Linked DNA regions of Ovis aries: region 2 is linked to region 1. The links are chromatin contacts, called in public Hi-C maps. All regions are on one chromosome and are shown on one strand. The core of a region is the stretch at or near the end of the contact, and the rest is flanking DNA. Distances in the headings are between cores, read along the strand shown.

Region 1 (6,123 bases), core at 2,484-4,983:
TAAAGAACTTTGTTTGAAATAAGGTAAGCTGACTTTGAGGTTGATATAGTAATAAACATAAACAAAAATAGCCAGAACACTCTGAAAATGGGGTATAATGAGGTGGGCTTCCCTGGTGGTCCAGCAGCAAAGTATCCACCTGCCAAGGCAGGAGATGCAGGAGCTGTGGGTTTGATCCTTGGATTGGGAAGATCCCCTGCAGAAGGAAAGGGCAACCCACTCCAGTCTTCTTGGCTGGGAAACTTCATGGACAGAGAAGCCTGGTGGGCTGCAATCCCTGGGGTCACAGAGAGTGGGACAGAACTTAGTGACAAAGACCATTACCATTACATGTAAAATTAATCAGAAAATTTAAGCTACAGTTTGGTATATGATGAAGAAGCATCTTTAAACAAAGTTAGTAGGGAAAAGCTGGGCTAGTTAGTAACTGGTGTTGGGGCAGCCAGGTAGCCATCTGAAAAAGAAAATTGGATCGTTACTTCATACTGTGTGCGCATCAGGATAAATTCCATACGGTTCAAAGACTCAAATATGAGTAATGAAACCATACACATACATACCAAGAAAACCTTGAGATTCAAAATCTTGCAGGTTTTTCTTTCTTTTTTTTATGGCCATGCCTGGAAGCTTGCAGAATCTTTGTTTCCCCACTAGGGATCAAACCCACACCCCAGCGCTGGACAGGTAAGGAATTCCCCAAATCTGGCAGGTTTAAAAGAAAAGAGGAAACAAAAGCAAAAGTCTCCATGCCAAAAGGCTTTCAGGAAAATGAAAGACAAATGACAAAAGAGGAAAAAATATCCATAACTCACATTATAATCTATTATCATATCTCACTATGTCATTAGTAGTTACCACAATCGATCAAGAAAGGACAAAATGATTCAGGAGAGAAAGAGAGAAAAGAGATGAACAGGGGCTTCCCTGGTGGCTCAGTGGTAAAGAATCTGCCTGCCAATACAGGAAACACGGGCTCAATCCCTGATCTGGGAAGATCCCAAAGGTCTTGGAGCAACTAAGCCTGTGTGCCTCAACTCTTCAGCCTGTGCTCCAGAGCCTGGGATCTGCAACTCCTGAGCCCACACGCCACAGCTACTGAAGCCCGCAAGCCCTAGGGCCCAAGCTCCTCAACAAGAGAAGCCACCACAATGAGAAGACCATGCACTGCAGCCAGAGAGTAGCTCCAGCTGTCTGCAGCTAGAGAAAGCCTGCCCAGCAAATGAAGACCCAGCACAGCCAAAAATAAACAAATAAATAAAAGTACACACATACAAAACAGATGAACAGATAGTTCATGGAAAACGGAATACATGCGAGTCAAACGAAGAGATATTTAACTTCACTCATAATGAGAGAAAAGCAAATTAAAACTCTTATGCCATTTTTCAACTTTCTAGATTGGCAAAATTCAGACATTTGATAACACTGTTGGTGAGGCTATAGGGGAAATGCCGACCACGCAAAGGGGTACAACAAGGATGGAAGGCAACATAGCAATATCTGTAAACTTTCAAATGGGTGCATTCAGCTCAAAATTCTCACTTCTGGAAATCCTACAAACTACAGCGATCTTGTAGTACAGAGAGCTTCCCAGGTGGCGCTAATGGTGAAGAACCAGACTGCCAATGCAGGAGATGTAAGAGATGCAGGTTCGAAGCAGGTTCAATCCCTGGGTCGGGAAGATCTGGAGGAGGGCATGGCAACCCACTCTGGTATTCTTGCCTGGAAAATCCCATGGACAGAGGAGCCTGGCAGGCTACAGTCCATAGGGTCGCACAGAGTTGGACATGATTGAAGCAACTTAGCATGCACACACGTACTACAGATATTCTATGTAATAAAGAATCTAAGATGTGCTATCATTTTTATGAAAATGCTGTATTCACCATCAAATGTAAGATAGACCTCAATTTCAGAGATGTCCATATATGAAAACTGCATTTAGAATCAGTAATACTGTATTTGTGCCCATGCTATGAGATATGCAGACAAGATTAACTATTATTGCTTTTTATTTTTTGGCCAATAGAAAAAAACCTAAATACCCATCAGTATGTTCCTGGTTATATAAATTACAACATAACCACAGAATGGAATGAAATACACCTCTAAAAAAGAATGAGGAACTATAGTGGTTTGGAATGATCCTTATGTTCTTACTGAAAATGCAATGCATAAATCAATAAATATAATTTGCCAACTTCTGTAATGAAGAAAGCAAAACCAAAAAAACCACCCAGCTTTGCATTTACTTGTGTATATATAGGGAAACTGGAAAGACAGAAGTACTGTGGTTATAGATGGGAATTGTACTAAGCACTGGATGGAGAGGGGACAGAGATAGAAGACTTTTCATTGTGCAGTTTATATCTGGGGGGCTTACAAATATTTACCAAAAAGGTATTAAAAAAGCAAAAAAATCCAGAAATTTCAGATATTCTTGAATACACAATTTATCGTATAATATATACAGCATTGACTTTGCTTGTCCTTTGAAATGCCTCATAAAACACAAAACTAATCTTACACTAATAACTTCTGTTGAAACCGACGTGAAGAAAACTCAAGAGGAATTATCAGAACTGACAATTTCCGGTTCTCTCCATGGCCTTCCAGTCCTACAGGAATTCCTATTCCTATCACTGCTATTTGATGATTTCTTTCCTCACCATGGGCTCTCTTGGCAGTTTTTCTTCATCAAGCCTCAATTTTAGAAAACCATTCTTCTCTTCAGTGAAGCAATTTGAAAAGACATTTCCACAATGCAGGGAAAAGAATCTGGATCAATCACAAACTCAAAGGACGTCAAAAGAGTCATAAGGTTTTGATCTTTTTTTCATTTCTTCTGAGTTTTTCTCGATAAGCTACCTTTTTTCCCCCAGCTGTGCTTTGCCTTATTCTCACGTACTTTGTAAATTCAAGTTGCAGGAGTGGTATACAACACTGTCTTGAAGGCAGAGTTCTTCTGAAAGTAGTTGCATCATTAAACTATTCTCTACTGATAAACTTATCACAACCAAGTTCTTCTATCAGAGGATTGATAATTTCAGATGCAGTCAGAGTTATACTAAATGTTAAAATATCAAAATCCATCCTCTGAGGATTCCGCTGATATTCTGCGTCAAACGCCGCTTCCCTGGCTCTGCAGGCTTCCACAAATCTCCTGCGCCGTCCTTCAAGCTCCTGAATTCGGCCAGGAGCAATCGGGTAGTGTTCCAGATAGTGGCGGAGGAACTGCTGGTAATTAATTCCTAAAACGCCAAGTGGGTGACGGAGGCGGAGATATGGTAACGCAGCCAGGCCCGGGCCGTTCCTGGACCAGGGTCTGCCCTCGGGACCCTCTTCCTCCGCTGGCTCCACCAACAATCGGGCGACCTCTGCCATCCGGGCTTCCCTGGCCGCTGCCCCCAGGCCTTCTCTGGACGCCGCCATCGGACCTTCCCTGGCCTCCGGCACTGGACCTTCCACGGGTGAAGCCATCGGACCTTCTCCGGCCGCCGCCATCGGACGGTCCCTGGCCTCCACAGGCTGCGCGGGGGCCGGCTCCCGCCTCCTGCCGCCTACCTCCCCCTGCCGGACGTCGCCGTTGTCATTTGCTGCGCCCGCCGGTGGGACACCTTTGTCCGCGGGCAGCTCGGACATCCCGGATCGCGGGGTCAGCTCAGCCGCTCGCACAAATACTGGGATAACGGCACAGCGCGGTTAGCGATGTGCACGTAAGTGCACGTAACTGCGCGTTCATGAGCGCTCTGCACACTGATCCACGCTGTGTGTGCAAACCCACGTGCGCGAGCGTAGGGTGTGCTGCTGAAATTGAGTACTGCGCATGCGTCCTGCCCGCCCGACTGCAATCTTCCAGGCGCCACCTAGCGGCTGGAAGAGCCAACACACCTGAAATCTTCCCAGAACGTCTGAGGGCAGTGTAAGTCTCTTCAGTCTTCTTTGAGACCCTATGGACTGTAGCCCGCCAGGCTCCTCTGTCCATGGAATTTTTCAGGCAAGAATACTGAAGTGGTTTGCCATTCCCTCCTCCAGTGGACCACCTTTTGTCAGAACTCTTCGCTATGACCTGTCTTGGGTGGCCCTGCACGACATGGCTCATAGCTTCATTGAGTTCGGCAAGTCTTTTCACCACAAGACTGTGATCCATGAAGGTGTGCGCCACCAGGAAAGTCCTCTAAACCTTCTTTTTGTACAACATACCATGCAGAAAAAAATATACAAAATATAAATATACAACAGAATGACTTATTGCAAAGTGAACGTACCTATGACCACCACTCGGGTCAAGGAATTATTTCTAGTATCCCAGAATCCTTCCTCCCTTCTATCACTTTCTACCCGGGGGTAACTACTATACTGATGGTATAGAAGTGGTGATGGTAATCATTTTCTTGCTTTTCTTTCTGTTTGACTACCTAAGGGTGTATCCCTTAATTTTGCTTGTTTTTTTTTTTTTTTGAAGTTTATATACTCTTGTGTCTGGTTTCGTTCAAACCTTATTTTTACGTATCACCTATGTTTTTCATTGTAATTATAAATAGATAATTTTTTCCATAGTTACACATTCATTACCATTATTTTTATGTCTCATAATATTGCAACATGCATCTTAAGTACTGACTCTCCAGTTATTTTTCTTTATTCTAATTAACATGAGAAATACCTTATGAAGAAATTCCCCCTTTAATGTTGCTCACAATAACCCCTGTCGTGATTCAGGGGCATCACGACAACAGAAACAGTGACTCACTGTTTTCTGCCCTGTCAGGAGCAGTTAATTTGAGGCACTAGGTCTCATCTGCAGATCATAAAGTTGAATTTTTATTTTCCTAAGCCCTACATTGATAAAAACACAACATCCAGCCTGTGTTGCTTCAAACACAACTTCCCCCCAGCATCTCTGCAGTCTCTTAAGTGTGTGTGGCTCCTTTAAGGTGCCCAGGCTAGTTCGGAGACCTAAGGTCCATTGCTGCCACCCTCAGGCTGCCTGGAAAATCACAAATATTTAATAAAAGGATTTCCAGATTTAGATGGGATAGCAATAGCTCTAAACAAAATCATGGTTTACTTGGGTCTTCCCTGGTAGTACAGCGGATAAGAATCCGCCTGTCAATGCAGAGGACACGGGTGCGATCCCTGGTCCTGGAAGATTCCTCATGCCACAGAGCAATTAAACCTGAGAGCTACAACTACTGAAGCCCGTGAGCCTAAAGCCTGTGCTCCTCAGCAAGAGAAGCCACTGCAATGAGAAGCCTGTGCACTACAATGAAGAGTGACCCGATCGCTGCAACTACAGAGAGCCTGTGCACAGCAGCAAAGACCTAGGACAGACAAACAAATAAATAAAAGCATGCTGTATTGGGAATTCCTTGGCAGTTCAGTGGTTAGGACTCTGATCTCTCATAGGTGTGTGCTGCAGTCCCCCAAAACCTAAAACAACTCTCCCCCAGTTATGGTGTGTTGAACAAAAATGCTCATGTGGGGGAGATGAAAGCAAACGTTTGAGATAGATTCCAGGTTAGCTATTGCTCCCAGTGTTTCTCCTGTGTAGTGGCTGCAGCATCCTAGTCTCTGACTCACTACCAGTGTTTCAGAATCACTTGAGGACAATTTCAGTCATGCTTCAGACTAAACAATCAATAGAGCTGATATCAGGGGCTCCACGCTGATATATTCTTTACAGGAAAAATAAGAGAGATAATGAGGAAAGAGACAGGATCTGCTTTTCCCAAAGGCTGCAAAGTCTGTGATAAATAGCACTGGTGGGAAATTTGTCCTTCCTCTGACCAAAGATATCCTTTAAAGGATAAACACCCATGTTAACCTTGAAATTAAATCTGTACTTTTATGGATATGGAATGAAACCACAACTCAGAATGTGCATTTGGCTTAGATAATTGGGGAAATCATAATGTCCTTCTTGCATCTGGTTTTCCCCAAAGACTATTCTAAAAATTAAAATTGTCTTTATTTGTGGCTGTGCTGGGTCTTCAATGCTGTGTGCAGGCTTTCTCTAGTTGCAGTGTGCAGGTTTTTCATTGAGGTGTCTTCTCTTGTTGCATGGACTTCAGTAGTTGCAGTACTCGGGCTTAGTCGCTCCAAAGCATGTGGAATCTTCCT
Region 2 (6,123 bases), core at 2,213-4,712, 330 kb after region 1:
GAAAGTGCTCATTCTCAAATATTCAGTTATACGTATTGAATATTTGAGAATGAGCACCCAGAATTGGGGGGTCCCTGGTGGCTCTGATGTAAAGAATCTGCCTGCAGTGCAGGAGACTCGGGTTCAATCAAGGGAACAGCTACCCACTCCAGTATTCCTGCCTGGAGAATTTCATGGACAGAGGAGCCTGGTGGGCTACAGTCCATGGGGTCCATGGGGTCGCAAAGAGACAGGACTAAGTGACTAATACTTTCACTTTCATAACCAGAGGTAGCGCGCAAGAGAACTCCAAAGCTTGTGCTATTGCACCACCTACTGGTAGACACAAGTTGTTGTTCAGTTGCCCAGTTGCATCTGACTCTTTGTGACCCCATGGACTGCAGGCCAGGCCTCCCTGTTAATCACCATTTCCCAAAAATTGCCCAAGTTCATGTCCATTGATTCAGTGATGACAACCAGCCATCTTATCCTCTGATGCCCTCTTCTCCTCCTGCCCTCAATCCCTCCCAGCATCAGCGTCTTTTCCAATGAGTCAACTCTTCGCATCAGGTGGCCAAAGTACTGGAGTTTCAGCTTCAGCATCATTCCCTCCAAAGAACATCCAGGGCTGATCTCCTTTAGAAAGGACTGGTTGGATCTCCTTGCAGTCCAAGGGACTCTCAAGAGTCTTCTCCAACACCACAGTTCAAAAGCAGCAATTCTTCGGCGCTCAGCTTTCTTCACAGTCCAACTCTCACATCCATACATGACCACTGGAAAAACCATAGCCTTGACTAAGCGGACCTTTGTTGGCAAAGTAATGTCTCTGCTTTTGAATATGCTATCTAGGTTGGTCATAACTTTTCTTCCAAGGAGCAAGCGTCTTTTAATTTCATGGCTGCAGTCACCATCTGCAGTGATTTTGGAGCCCAAAAAAATAAAGTCTGACGCTGTTTCCACTGTTTCCCCCATCTACTTCCCATGAAGTGATGAGACCAGATGTCATGATCTTCATTTTCTGAATGCTGAGCTTTAAGCCAACTTTTTCACTCTCCTCTTTCACTTTCATCAAGAGGCTTTTTAGTTCCTCTTCACTTTCTGCCATAAGGGTGGTGTCATCTGCATATCTGAGGTTATTGATATTTCTCCCTGCAATGTTGATTCCAGCTTGTGCTTCCTCCAGCCCAGCATTTCTCATGATGTACTCTGCATAGAAGTTAAATAAGCAGGGTGACAATATACAGCCTTGACGTACTCCTTTTCCTATTTGGAACCAGTCTGTTGTTCCATGTCCAGTTCTAACTGTTGCTTCCTGACCTGCATATAGGTTTCTCAAGAGGCAGGTCGGGTGGTCTGGTATTCCCATCTCTTGAAGAATTTTCCACAGCTTATTGTGATCCACACAGTCAAAGGCTTTGGCATAGTCAATCAAGCAGAAATAGATGTTTTTCTGGAACTCTCTTGCTTTTTCCATGATCCAGCGGATGTTGGCAATTTGATCTCTGGTTCCTCTGCCTTTTCTAAAACCAGCTTGAACATCAGGAAGTTCACGGTTCACGTATTGCTGAAGCCTGGCTTGGAGAATCTTGAGCATTACTTCACTAGCATGTGAGATGAGTGCAGTTGTGCAGTAGTTTGAGCATTCTTTGGCATTGCCTTCCTTTGGGATTGGAATGAAAACTGACCTTTTCCAGTCCTGTGGCCACTGCCGAGTTTTCCAAATTTGCTGGCATATTGAGTGCAGCACTTTCACAGCATCATCTTTCAGATTTGAAATAGCTCAACTGGAATTCACAGAATATTGCTATCTAATTAATAGAGAATTCAAAATACTTGTCATGAAGAAACTCAGTGAGCTGCAAGAAAACTCAGAAAAGCAGTTTGGTAAACTTAGGAATAAAAATAATGAACAGAAAGAATACTTTACCAAGGAAATTGAAACTCAAAATAATAATAATAACCAAACAGAACTGGACCTGAAGGACTCAATAGATGAGATGAAGAACCATTAGAACACATTGGAAGACAGTTCGAAGACAGAAATCTAGAAATGATACAGGTAGAAGAGGCGAGATAATTAAGATATTTAAGGGATTACTCAGTTTTTCTGGGTTCTCCCATGTATGCTACTGCTGCTGCTGCTAAGTCACTTCAGTCATATCCAACTCTGTGTGACCTTATGGACCAGAGCTCACCAGGCTCCTCTGTCCTTGGGATTCTCCAGGTAAGAATATTGGAGTGGGTTGTCATTTCCTTCTCCAGGGGATCTTCCTGACCCAGGGATCGAATCCGGGTCTCCTGCATTGCAGGTGGATTCTTTACCAGCTGAGATACCAGGGAAGCCCAAGACTACTGGAGTAGGTTGTCATTTCCTTCTCAAGGGCATCTTCCCCAACCCCAGGGTTCGAACCCGTGTCTCTTGCATATCCGGCACTGGCAGGCAGATTCTTTACCACTAGTGCCACCTGAAAGCCATCGGTGTGTTCGCTTTGTGCAAATCTGTTGAACGGTACACTAAGGATATGTATCTGGAGAAGGAAATGGCAACCCACTCCAGTACTCTTGCCTGGAAAATCCCATGGACAGAGGAGCCTGGTAGGCTACAGTCCATAGGGTCGCAAAGAGTTGGACACGACTAAGCGACTTCACTTTTAATGATACGTATGTCTCTGTACTTGAATACGAAGTTTACTTAACAAAACTGTAGCTGGTGTGATAAGCGGCAGTGTTTTCCCGCGGCCGGAAGCACAGGCTTTGGGCCCCCGCGCTCTAGTTTCAATCAGAGTGAAAGAGGGAACATAATGTCTGTCAAGATTCAATGGGTTGAGCACGTTAAACTTAAGCAACAGGGCCTGCATGACCCAGCTCCTGGCACCGCTGCCTCACTTTCTCCATCCGTAATGCGCGGGTTCTACTCGATTCCCGGCTACCGGTAATGGCGGGCTTGGAGCTCCTCACCCCCGGTCTGGAGCCGGGTAAAGGGTGTCACCCTTTACGAGTAGCCTTGGTCTTCCTGGCTCCGCGCGGAGGGCAATCCTCGGCTGCAGCCCACGTAGAAACCCCGTTAAAGACATCCCACCCCCACCCCCCACCCCCCGCCTCTGCGGAACCCTGCCCAAGCCTCTAAACAAGAAAGAAGAGCACTTGGCCAGATCTGACAGATATCTGAGAAATTACTCAGTTTGAAAACCAATGCGGGCAGCGCCACCTGCTGTCACGAAAACCAGCGCCAGAAAAAGCCGCGCGAGACCGCGGCCCCGCGCGCTATTGCCGACGCGCACCTCCCCGGGCCCGCCCGCGCGCCCGCGCGCCCGCGAGGTACAAAGTGCGCAGGAGCAAGTCTTGGGGGCGGAGCTCAGGACGAAGCCGCCCTGCACTTTACCTACCGCGCCCATTCAACCTTCTCTCAGCCGTGTCTTAAACTACGCTTCCCAGAACCCATCCAGGCCTTGCTTTCCGGTGGCGTCAGCGGAAGCGGTGACTGGATTAGGCCGGGCCACACAGAGGCCGGCTTGGTCACTATGGAGGAGATAGGTATCCTGGTGGAGAAAGCTCAGGTCCGGTGGGGCTTGGGTCTTGGGGAGAGGGCGAAGCCGACCTGGTTGGGATTCTGAGTGACTTTGGGGATCCAAGCGTAGGTCTGAGTGATTTCGGAGGCCTCAGTGGAGAGCTTCGTGCCGATCCGAGGCCTGGGCTGGGTGTCTGGGTGGCTGAGTGATGGTATTAGGGCTTGGGAAGCGGGGCTGGGGAAACGGTGACGCTAGAGGTTCTTTGGGGCTGAATGATTTCGAGGTTTAGGTGGAATGCTGTGACATAGCTAGGCCCAGTGGCATTAGGGGTGGGTCGGGTGGTGAGTGATGTATGGGATTCGGCCATGGGGCCGAATGATATATGAGGTTGAGCTGGAGAGCTGACTGATATTTGGGGCTTAGTTGGTGTTGGAGCGCCAAGTAATATCTGTAATCTGGCCGAGTGATTTTGGGGGCCTGCCTGGGAGCTGGGTGACATAAGGGCCTAATGTGAGTTGGAGTTCATGAGGGATATTTGGGGGGTAACTGAGTAATACCAGGACTGTATGAAGGCATGGTGACTTTCACCATCAATTGAGGCATCCCTGTAGTATTTCAAACCTGTTGAGGGGGGCTGGAGGGCATTGGGGTCTGGTAAGGAGTTGATCAGACATTTAGGCCCTAGACGGGAGTTAGGACATTGAGGACATGTTACAAGTGGCATCTGATACCAGATCTGTTTGGAAGGCTTTGTGACCAAGGAGTTTGTTAGGAGCTGGGTGACTTCAGGAACGTCTTTAGGGGGCTGAGAAGTTCCCAGGATCTATTTAGGGTGCTGAATGTCAGGAACCTATTAGGGGCCAAGTGACTTCATGGTGAAGTGGGGAGGGGGGCTTTAGATTCTTTCATAAGGGGACCTTCCAACCTGAGTTTCCTTCCATGGTCTAGGATGAGATCCCGGCCCTGTCTGTGTCACGGCCCCAGACTGGCCTGTCCTTCCTGGGGCCTGAGCCAGAGGACCTGGAGGACCTCTACAGCCGCTACAAGGTACATTCAAAGCCAGTCCGCAAAATATCAGCGTTGTTGTTATTTAGTCACTAAGTCCTGTCTGACTGTGACCCCATGGACTGGAGCCCACCAGATTCCTGTGTCCATGGGATTTCCCAGGCAAGAATACTGGAGTACAAAACAAGGGCTCAGTAATAACCTAAAGGGGTGATATGGGGAGGGAGATGGGAGGGAGGTTCAAGAGGGAGGGGACATATGTGTACTTATGGCTGATTCATTTTGATATTTGGCAGAAAACAACAAAATTATGTAAAGCAATTATCCTTCAATTAAAAAATAAAAAAGAATACTGGAGAAGGTTACCATTTCCTTTTCCAGGGGATCTTTACCAGGGAATAAGAACCTGTTGTATAGTACAGGGAACTCTACTCTATACTCTGTAATGGCCTAAATGGGAAAAGAAACTAAGAAAAAAGAGTGAGTATATGTATAACTGATTCACTTTGGTGTATACCTGAAACTAACACAACATTGTAAATCAACTATATGCCAATAAAAAAAAAAATTAACAAAACCAGTCTGGACCCTGCACAGGGCCCAGCATCCCATACTTCCCCTACCTTCATTCCTTGGCTCAGCAAGGCCTGGAACCATCCCTGCTTCTCCACTGTCTGCTCACAGAAGCTGCAGCAAGAGCTGGAGTTCCTGGAGGTGCAGGAGGAGTATATCAAGGATGAGCAAAAGAACCTGAAGAAGGAGTTCCTCCATGCCCAGGAGGAGGTGAAACGAATCCAGAGCATCCCATTGGTTATCGGGCAGTTTCTGGAGGCTGTGGATCAGAATACAGCCATCGTGGGCTCTACCACAGGTGCGTGGCGGGGGTGGGGGTGAGAGGGGGTGTTGTTTACCCATCTGTCCATTCAACAGCTGTTAACTATTTCCTGCCATGTGCCAGGAACTTACAAAGGCAAACAAGGGAAGATGGTGTAATAGTGTTTTTCAGAGCATTTTCAGTCTGATGAAAAAGTAGAACTATATTTTACATATTTTACATTCTCTCCCTTTCTCCTCTATAAGTATATATATATAACTTATACAGTAAAAGTTTGATCAAAGGATACTTAGCTTCATTGTGGTGTGATACTCTAATTAGTTTTCCATTCTGTTCCAGTCTGTTTTGTTTTAAACAGCATTCTGGTCATGACTATCTAAAATGATTTCACAACTACTACTGAGTTGAGTTCAGTTCAGTTCAGTCACTCAGTCATGTCCGACTCTTTGGGACCCCATGAACTGCAGCACGCCAGGCCTCCCTGTCTATCACTAACTCCTGGAGTCTACCCAAACTCATGTCCACTGAGTCAGTGATGCCGTCCAACCATCTCATCCTCTGTCATCCCCTTCTCCTCCTGCCCTCAATCTTTCCCAGCATCAGGGTCTTTTCAAATGAGTCAGCTCTTCGCATCAGGTGGCCAAAGTATTGGAGTTGCAGCTTCAACATCAGTCCTTCGAATGAACACCCAGGACTGATCTCCTTTAGGATGGACTGGTTGGATATCCTTGCAGTCTAAGGGACTCTCAAGAGTCTTCTCCAACGCCACAGTTCTAAAGCTTCAATTCTTCGGCG

What was found. Hi-C and Micro-C count contacts between places; a contact is called where the count stands out from the background.
Region 2: a contact with region 1 is called in a Hi-C map of liver, with 2.3 times the contacts expected there. The contact joins the promoter of PSMC4 here to the promoter of LOC101116852 in region 1. A contact is called at or near these places in 3 of 16 Hi-C or Micro-C datasets (blood, liver and skin fibroblasts).

The regions. Positions count from the first base shown.
Region 1 is chr14:48,564,193-48,570,315 of ARS-UI_Ramb_v3.0, forward strand. It overlaps LOC101116852 (EP300-interacting inhibitor of differentiation 2), which reads right to left and starts at 3,734. Exons shown (of 1, transcript XM_012190402.5): 1 at 1-3,734. The coding sequence starts at 3,642. The coding sequence ends at 2,989.
Region 2 is chr14:48,897,675-48,903,797 of ARS-UI_Ramb_v3.0, forward strand. PSMC4 (proteasome 26S subunit, ATPase 4) reads left to right here and starts at 3,463. Exons shown (of 10, transcript XM_060398095.1): 1 at 3,463-3,536; 2 at 4,437-4,535; 3 at 5,178-5,364. The coding sequence starts at 3,501. It overlaps LOC132657692 (a long non-coding RNA gene), which reads right to left. Exons shown (of 3, transcript XR_009596209.1): 1 at 5,117-6,123.